Regions from separate parts of the Ovis aries genome. Here region 1 is linked to region 2. A link is a contact called in public Hi-C data. All regions are on one chromosome and are shown on one strand. The core of a region is the stretch at or near the end of the contact, and the rest is flanking DNA. Distances in the headings are between cores, read along the strand shown.

Region 1 (4,656 bases), core at 1,430-3,929, 110 kb after region 2:
GTGTGTGGCCACTGGTATCTCTACTGGATTTTTTTGGTTTTATTGGCCACACTGAGGCATGTAGGATCTTAGTTCCCTGACCAGGAATGGAACCTGTGTCCCTTGCATTGGAAGCACAGAGTCTTAACCACTGGACTGCCAGGTAAGTCCTCTACTAAATTTTTAAAAAATCTTTTTTGTTTTAGGGAATTCCTTGGTGGTTCAGTGGTTAGGATTCTGTACTCTCATGGCAGAGGGCTGAGGTACAATCCCTGGTTGGGGAACTTAGCTCCTACAAGCCATGTGGCAAGGCCAAAAATAAAACCTTTTTTTTATATGCAAGCCTGGTTTCCTAAGACTTATCCCTGGGCCATTATAGTTTAATGGCCAGCCAGTTATTAGTTAGTGATTATGCTTAAGTCTACTGAACTGGTAAGGCCTCACCCTTTGCAGTTAGCAGTTTATTGTTTGGGCCCGCCTTTTTCCTTGCACAAAGCCTCTTTCTTCTTCAGTCAGACAGGTGTATTTAGCTGTGGCCAACTCTGGTCTTTCCTTGCTATACGCACAGCCTAGCAAATCACTATCTTATCAAGACCCATCATGGCTAGCTCATCTACTGAATTTCTTTGTTAAATTTATGGCTGGAATACTGCTTTCTCCAACCAGTATCAGGCAGCCAAGATACAGGTTTCTACCCAGTTGTTTGGGGCTTCCCTGGTTGCTCAGACAGTAAAGAATCTGCCTGCAATGTGGGAAACCCAGGTTCAATCCAATCCTTGGGTCAGTAAAATCTCCTGGAGAAGAGAAAGGTTATCCACTTCAGTATTCTTGCTTGGAGAATCCCATGGACAAAGGAGCCTGGAGGGCTACAGTCCATGGGGTAGAAAAGAGTTGGACTTGACTGAGCAGCTAATACTTTCACCCTGTTGTCTGCTATGTGATTACAATTGTTCTCTGGGGCTTTCCCTAATTTCCCAGTCAAGTCAGCTCTCTCCAGAGTGTGTAGGAACTAGGAGCCCTCAAGGCCTACCAGGCTCTGGTGGAGTTACCAGTGGAAGGGAGGAAATAAAAGTTGTACAATACTGAAATCATAGACTCCCACTGGTCTTCTCATAGATGTGCGGTTCTTTTTTTTAAATAAGTGCTTTTCAAATATGGTACGAAATTTGATCAACTTCCAGAGTCCTGAAATGGTTGCTTTTAACAATTCTGTCCTTTTTTTTTTTTTTTGGTCCAGTTTTATCTTTGCTTTTTTGGGAAGAAATTTGGTGAGCTCCTCAATCTGCTGTGCCACAAATCCCACCCACGTATGTAAATGTAAAATTTCCAGTAGCCACATTTCAAGAAAGTTAAAAAGATAAAATTAATTGCAATAATATATTTAACCTGAAAAAAGAAAAAAAGAAAAAGTGTTAGTCTTAGTCTCTCAGTCCTGTATGACTTTTTATGACCCCATGGGCTGTAGCCCACCAGGCTCCTCTGTCCTTGGAATTCTCCAGGTGAGAACACTGGATTGGGCAGCTTTCCCTTCTCCAGGGAATCCACCCAGGGATCGAACCGGTGTCTCCTGCATTGCAGACACATTCTTTACCATCTGAGCCACCAGGGATTTTGCCATATTAGGCACTCATATGTAACCTAATGCAATATAAAAAATATAATTTCAACATATCATTAATATTTTTTAAATTATCAATTAACTTTTACTTTTTTTCCCCTAAGACTTTGAAACCTGGTGTGTCTTTTTCCTGTTATAGCACGTCTTAATTCAGACCACATTCCAGCACTCAAGATGTGACAGCTGGCTGCCATACTGGACACACAAGGATGGATATTTGATCTTAGGACATAGGGATTTTCAGGTGTGTTAATGATACTGCTCTAAAAATTCCTGTCTTTGGGGGATACTGAGATACTTAAGGATGAAATGATAAAATGAAACTTGGTTCTGCTAAAGGAAAAACTTTCCCTCTTCCCTTTTGGGACTGTTTAGGGGTCCTGCAAATTAAATTGACAAAAGACAGGTGAACAGGAAGAAAGTATATTCACAACCCTCTGGCGGATACAGAAGACAGACACTCAGTAATCAGAGGTAGAGGTTTCTGTACCAAAGGTAATAGGAGAAAGGGAGGGAGAAGGGGGAAACGAGGATCAGTCGGTTTCTTTAGGACAGGGAAGCGAGTATTTAGGAGAATGAGCAGGAGGTAAGGTTGTTATTATATTCGCTAACCCGGTGGCTCTCGCACGTCTTAAGTTTACCATGAAGAATTCTGTGGGTCTGGGAGGCCGAGCGCGGCGCTTTGGGGGCCGCGGGACAGGAATTTCACGCGGTGTTTGCTTTCCGAAATAAAACAGAGATTTTTGGTCCTTCGAAGATCTTTATGAGATTCCGCGTGGGGGCCGAAGAGAGGACTTCAGCCCCGAGCATCTGCTGGGGAGGGCGGGAGCTCGGGTACGGTGGCACCGGGCGATAACCAGCCCCCGCAAGCGAGGGGAGAGTCCCGGCGGCCCCTGTCCGGCCCTACCTCTGCGAAACTGCCCCGCCGCGCCCGGAGGAGTGGACTTCTAGTCTACGACCCCGACTCCGCACACAGCCCCTCCGCCGCGCGGCGGGCCCTTCAGCAGCCGGGCGCGGTTTCCCGGGAATGCGTTTCTCGCAGCACCGCGGGCCGCCCGGAACGGCCTGGCGGAGCACCTCCCGGCGGCCCCAGCGCGGAGCCCTGGGCCCGGCGGCGGCCGGGTGGCGGCCCCAGCGTGGCGGTCTCAAGTCGCGCTGCGAGCCCAGGATCCTCACTCCGCGGTACCCTAGCCGCATCCCCGGAGCTCCCGGTGGGACCCCTAGTGGGCCCCTGGCTATTCCCCCCTGTTCCGAAGGGCCCAGCTGCGTAGAAAGGAGCCGCGACCCGGTTCGGGCGCCCAGGTGGCTCGGCTCCGCCCAGGTAGGTAGGTTCCCTTCAGGTTTGACCCGCGGTTCTCTGGGGCCCCGGGGGTCTTCCTTCGGGTGGAGGTGGAAGGCCCCGCGCTCGGCGCCTCGTGTCCAGGCCTCTGTGGGCATCATCTTGATTTTTACATGTAGCTTCACAGTTCCCGAAAATAAACCCACAGCTGGGCGCTTAGGCAGTTGTTAAGCCGATGACCCTGCTTAATAACTCCCAAAGTAGTACAGGAGGTGGGTGTTCTCTGACAGTGAGCCCCTCGTCACGATCTGTTCCTTTGGGGTTTCGATTGTAAGCCTCAGGCTACCTACCACCTGTTAAGTCACTGTAGGGAACAGTGTCTCTGATAAGGTCGGCCAGGCATGGGTAAGATAAGCCAGAGGGAACGTCCTCGTAGTGCTTTTATACATCTGACACCCAGAGGAGGGCAGAGTGTCCAGGTGACTGCCCTGTGCCCCTTGGTGGGGTCGCCACAGGGTGGTCCTGCCTTGGTGGGGGTCTCCAGGCCTTGTGGGTTGTAGCTGCCTTTTGTGATGGCCTCCCCTGGGCAAAGCACTGACAGGACATCACTCACTGTTCCATTTATTCTTCATGCCAGTCCTGCCAGGCAGACATCTTAATCCCGCTAAGAAGTGAGAGGTTAAAGCGCAGAAAGTTTGAGTAACCTGTCCACGGTCTCCACTGGAAGGCGATGGCAATGAGGCGTCAGTTCCTGTCCTGCATCAGCCGACACCCTTAGCACCCGCATTTGTGACCATCAGGCAGCGCTAGAGCAGCCTTGAGGGGGTCACCTCCTGCACCTGCGCTCCACTGGCTGCGGCTGAGCCCGTGGTCTTGCCCTTCAGTGTGAAGGCAATGCCAAAGCTGGAAGGCTTCGAGTTCTGGAGCCGCACCCTTCGGGGGGCCCGCCACGTGGTGGCCCCCATGGTGGACCAAAGTGAGCTGGCCTGGAGGCTTCTGAGCCGCCGACATGGGGCCCAACTGTGCTACACACCCATGCTGCATGCCCAGGTTTTTGTCCGTGATGCCAACTACCGCAAGGAGAACCTGTACTGCGATGTGTGCCCTGAGGACCGGCCTCTCATTGTACAGGTTAGCGGCCCAGCCTCCAACGCTGGCCGAGAACCCTTTCCTGGGCTTTTCCAGAAAAGGCTTCCCGACTTTCCGAGATCAGAGGGGCAACAGCAGGCTGGTTCTTGCAGAGGTTGACCTCTCCCCAGTAGCTGCCTCAGACTTTTGGCAAATGGATGGCTTGGGTGCCGGGGAAGATTTGCAGGCCCTCCCTCCCGCCCCCTTGACATCACCCCAAGTGCCCCCTCTTTATCAGACAGACAGAACAGCTCTGCTCTTGGCAAAGTCAGTGATCCTGGCTTTCTGCTACATCTGGGAGGACTGTGTGAATCTGTAACTTGCCCTGCTGGTGGTATGGGGGTGCATCCTAGCTTGGTCACGTTGCCTTTTTTTGTGTGTGTGCCACACTGTGTGACATGTGGGATCTTAGTTCCCCAACCGGAGATTTGAACTCGTGTCCCGTGCAGTGGAAGCATGCCATCTTAACCACTGGACCACCAGGGAAGTCTCTAGCTTGGTCATATTGTATACATCTAAGATAGGATACCATCCTGCAGTCATCCGCTGGGGCCACACCCTCGCTGGGTCACCTATGAACCCCTGGGCAGCCCTCGTACCAGGGCCTGGCTGGGGCTTGTGGCAACTTTCATGTCTCTTCCAGTTCTGTGCC
Region 2 (4,980 bases), core at 901-3,400:
TTCTGTGACTGGGTGAGCAAATACCCGCTCAGGTCTCTTTTCAGTTCTTTTGGATGTGTACCTGGAAGTGGAGACGCTAGATGTAACTTTTTGAGGAACTGTGTTCCACAGTAATTACACCGTTTTCCACAAGGGTTCCAGTTTCTCCATAAACTAGTTTCTTTTTATTTCTTTTTATTTTTTAATTAAAAATTCTTTTTTGACTTCCCTGGTGGTACAGTGGATAAGAATCCGCCTGCCAATACAGGGCACTCAGGTCTGATACCTGGTCCAGGGAGATTTCACATGCCGAGGAGCAACTAAGCCCCCATGCCACAGCTACTGAGCCCTTGCACTAGAACCCTCGAGCCACAACTACTGAGCCTGCCTGCTGCAACTACTGAAGCCCGCGCGCCTGGAGACTGTGCTGCACAACAAGAGAAGCCACTGCAATAAGAAGCCTGTGCGCCGCAACTAGAGGAAACCCAGCACAACCAAAAATTTTAAAAAATTTACTTAAACTATTTATTTGTTTGGCCATGCCATATGGCTTGCAGGATCTTAGTTCCCCAACCAGAGATTGAATCCAGGCCCTTGGCAGTGAAAAAACACAGAGTCCTAACCACCAGACTGCTGGGGAATTCCAAACTAACTTCTTTTCAAACCCAGTTTTCCTTTTGACATCTAAGCCAGGCCGTACACAACCACTCTATCCCGCTGTGTTTGGTGTCTCTGAAGGATCATTGTAACTGAAGCAGTAACTGAACTCAGCCTCTTGGCAGCCAGTAAGGAAGTGATCTTCAGAGAAGCTGTGTTTACGGAAAATGATTAAGACAAATAAGTCATTTGCAAATCCTGCTGTTTAGCAACTGGGTTTTCCCCTTTGTTTGGGAACTATTTCTGTCTCTCTTTTTTACAGAGAATTCTCTACCAAGTTATATTTCTACTGAAGGGGAAAATGGCTTTGAACTATAAAATACCAGGAAGTCAAAGCTTATTAAGGATAGCTTCTTTAGAGTCATGCGTCTTATTGTTTGATCTGTTAAACCTAGGCGGCAATAGCTGGAGGGATGAGGCAGCTCAATCTCAAGGGTGTGTGTCTCCCAGCCACTCCTTGTTTGGTTTGGACAGACTTCTCCCGGGGCCCTTCTCATAGACAGTGACTCAGAGCCCAGGGTCCGGGTGCACAGGCCTTCCTGTGGGGAGGCCTCCTCCTCTGCTCTCTCCTCTTGGCGGGTCCGCCATCATGTTCCTTCCCGCTTCCCCACTGGACAGTCGAGAGGCCGTGACGAGCAGCATCAGTGGGTTCCCAGGAGAAGCCTTAGTGTCTGTATCAGCGTCTTTTCCCACCGAGACGTACTCTTTACAAGTCAGCAACAAAATGGCCCATGTTATGATTTTGTTGCCTCTTTGGGCCTATTTGTGCTGGTTTTCTTGTGACCATTAATTTGTGGATAGCAGAGTAGAGAAATGATGAGCTGAGACCATATTGTGAGAACCTTGTGTGTGTATAACCATGCAGGCATATAACCTATCGAAAGGAATATGGTGGGGCCAGAGGGTACTTTAACCTCCTCATAGTCACAGCTCAGACGCAAAAAGAAGTAGATGAAATTAACTTCAATAACATTTTTTAACCCAGTATGTCCAAAATACCATCTCATTGTGTGCTTGTGTGCTCAAGTCACTTCAGTCGCATCCAGCTCTTTGTGACACTATGGACTATAGCCTGTCAGCTCCTCTGTTCATGGGATTCTCCAGTCAAGAATACTGGACTGGGTTGCCGTGCTCTCCTCCAGGGAATCTTCCAGACCCAGGGACTGAACCCGCATCTCCTGCATTGGTAGGCCAGTTCTTTACCACTGCTCCACATGGGAAAGTAATTGGTTAATCAGCTATACTGCAATACAAAATTAAAAGTTTAAGTTTGAGAAAAAAATAAGTAATCAATTTAAAAATATTAATGAAGATGGATGCCTAAACTTGCCTAAGCAAATTGTTATTGAGGTATTTTGCATTTTTTGATGCTAAATTTTAAAGGCATATCTCAATTCAGACTGGCCACGTGCCTCGGAGCCCTGAATGGCCCTTGGCTCAGTGCTGGGCAGTGCTGGTCCAAATGCTGGACGGAGGCCAGGACTCAACGAGGGCAAGTTCTCCGCTCTCCAGAACACAGGCCTACTTGTGCTGTCTTGGTCTCGGCAAAGTGGAGCGGGAACCAGGATCCCATTCATGGCCACATACAAAGCCCCTGCTGTGTGCAAATCATCTCGTGAGAATTCAATAGAAATTAAGAAGAAATAAAAATATGGCTCTCAAGCTCCAGCAACTTCTCTTATAGTTGTGGAAGCCCAACACATATGGAATCATGAAAGATCAGGTCAGGGACTATAACGGGAAGCTCAGAACAGACATCCTGCTTGATGCATGGGGCCTGGGCAGTCGACTTCCCAGGGCTGTCAGCTGCTTCCCTTTCCTTGGACCTTGGAGCAGAGTTGCGAGTGAGTAGGTAGAGGGGAAGCGGTGCTTTGGAATTCCAGGGCAGGCTAGGCATCTCATGTCCTTTTGTCTTTCAGTGACACACAGAACAGAGAAGGGCCTCTCATTTCCCTCTGTCATGTCAGACACTGGACACTCGAGGCTCTGGGGCTAAGTGTCTGGTGGGACACTGCCAGGGTAAAGCCCGGATTCCATGAGCACCCTGCCCGCCTATACATCCTGCCCCATGTGGTCTTGGCTCTAGGTTGGCTCATGGGGTTGGGGGCAGCTTTGTTACAGGCTCTTGGGCCCCCTGATAGCTCAGTTGGTAAAGAATCCACCTGCAATGCTGGAGACTCCAGTTTGATTTCTGGGTCGGGAAGATCCCATGGAAAAGGGATAGGCTACCCACTCCAGTTTTCTGGGCTGGAGAATTCCATGGACTGTATAGCACATGGGGTTGCAAAGAGTTGGACACGACTGAGTGACTTTCACTTCACCTGGGCCCCCACCTACTACTTTTATCACCCCAACAACTACATGGGACCAGAGCAGGCACTGCCCCAGAGAAGGGGTACTGGGTGGACCGGGAGAGGAACAGCTGCAGCCTCTATTCTGACACCAGCGCTGTGTCTGAGCTGGACGTGTTCTCAAGTTTCCAACGTTTTGTAGCCCCCTGTGTTACTAGGATGAGCTGGTTTATTTTAGGTAAGAGATCAGTATGAATCTGGACATACTAGAAGTAATTTGTTTAAATCATACTAAGAAAAATGACTTTTTCTAATAGCTAAGAATAACACTGGAAATCTCACACTTGACAGGTCTTAATCCTTTAAGAATGTGACACTTTTATTACATACTGTATCTAGGCAGGTTCAAAGAGGGTGCCTTTTCCTAAGTTAGTAATAGAGCTGAAGAATCCTAATGCTTTACCGAGCAGCATGGCTTTCCTCTGGACTGTGGGGTTTTGTACATTTCCCCATACTCATTCCCCTTCTTCATTCCCACCTTGGTCTTTAAAGGGTTTTCCTAAATGAGCTTCACTGCAGTACTTTATGAACAGAGAACTCTGCTACTCAGAGTGATGATAATCCTGGCTTGACTAGGACTGAGGTTGTGGGAACCCCTCACACCAGCCTCTGCCCACTGCAGTGGGCTTTGCCTGTGAGCAGAGAGCCCTACCCAGCTACCCGCATGTCTATGCCCAGCGTGCGAGGGCACTGGGATGCCCGAGAGAGGGGAGAGCACAGGGTTCCTCAGGCAGGGGCTCATAGGCCTGGGGGTCACAGGCCAGGGTAGGAAGAGCAGAGCAGAGCCGTCTCATTCCTGTGGGGCTGGCTGACCCTTTGCCAAGGGCATTTTAACCAGCACACCAGCCTCTATGTTGAGGCCTGTTTAAGCTGAAATGTTGAAAGAAGTTTCCCATGAGGGCAGCTGCTCCTCTCTCCTTCCTGTCTCTGCCCCTGTTTGGATGGAGCTTTTTTAAGTCTCAAGGCAACTGCAGTCAGGACTTTGGTCTAAGACCTTGTAGACTGATGGCCATCTGCCTTCCCATGGCTTCTCTACCTCTGTGCTGCAGTCCGTGGCCCAACCATGGGCCTTTGGCTCTGGGCAGTGGCCAGTGCATGACCGCAGTATTTACCCCACAGCATGCTGAATGCAGCTTAGGAGGGAAACAGGCCGGAGCTGCAAATAGGGTGACTACCCTGTAAGCTTTGAGTGGTTAATATTATAGCTACTCTAGTCAATATCTCTAGATGTTTTTCTCAAGTTTTGCTTCTTGGGAGATTTATCAGATTTTTCGAGATTCTACCAATGAATGTAGAAGCTTATCTTACTATTCAGTTTGGAGATACGTGTTGAATGTCTCTATGGGGAAGGACTGGGCTAGGCATGGCAAAGGGTGCCCAGGTGTGTCAGACGGTGCTGTCTCAGGATCTCTGGCTCCAAGAGACATCTCCTGGCCCCTACTTCCTCACACTCGGTGTGGGCTTGGCGTGCTACAGGTGTTAGTCAGTGCCTGGGCCGGTGGGAGGGATGGGTAGATATTTCTTCTTGGGTAGGACTATTTCTTAATCTAGGCGGGAAGTCTGTGCCCTGATGTGTGTAGAAGAGACCTTGATCTGCAGCATTTCCTCTGAGGACTCTGTGTGTGTGTGTGTGTGTGTGTGTGTGTGTGTGTGTGTGTGTGTGTGTGTGTGTGTTGTAAAAGAGAGCTTGGGTGAGAACCACGCCCACATTCACATCGCTTCCCTTCTTGGTTTAGACTTCGGGAAGATGCATCAGCTCTAAAGTCTAGCTGGGATGCCCAGATTGCTCAGCTATCCAAGGAGATGATCTCCAAAGACCTTCAGGTTCAGTCACTGCAGGAAGAGGAGATGAAGCTGAAGGCACAGCTGACCAGATGCCAGCAGGATATTGGAAGGTGTGTGTGATGGAGGAAGGGGGCGAAGATGGGGGTGGCAGGGTGGGTGGCCAGAGGTGGTCTTTCCCACAGAGCACAGTTACCAGTCTGCACCAGGG

What was found. A called contact is a pair of places that touch in the nucleus more often than the background predicts.
Region 1: a contact with region 2 is called in a Hi-C map of mixed tissues, with 2.4 times the contacts expected there. The contact joins the promoter of DUS1L here to the enhancer-like site in region 2. A contact is called at or near these places in 2 of 16 Hi-C or Micro-C datasets (mixed tissues and tail adipose tissue).

The regions. Positions count from the first base shown.
Region 1 is chr11:50,309,167-50,313,822 of ARS-UI_Ramb_v3.0, forward strand. It overlaps DUS1L (dihydrouridine synthase 1 like), which reads left to right and starts at 2,680. Exons shown (of 14, transcript XM_042256235.1): 1 at 2,680-2,918; 2 at 3,514-4,007. The coding sequence starts at 3,771.
Region 2 is chr11:50,195,806-50,200,785 of ARS-UI_Ramb_v3.0, forward strand. CCDC57 (coiled-coil domain containing 57) reads left to right here. Exons shown (of 18, transcript XM_042256231.1): 8 at 4,724-4,882. Among named protein-coding and RNA genes, the nearest start is that of CCDC57, 33 kb to the left of the region's middle. Within about 2 kb of position 2,151, at least 16 of the 54 cell types and tissues checked have an H3K27ac peak or open chromatin away from gene starts, as enhancers often do.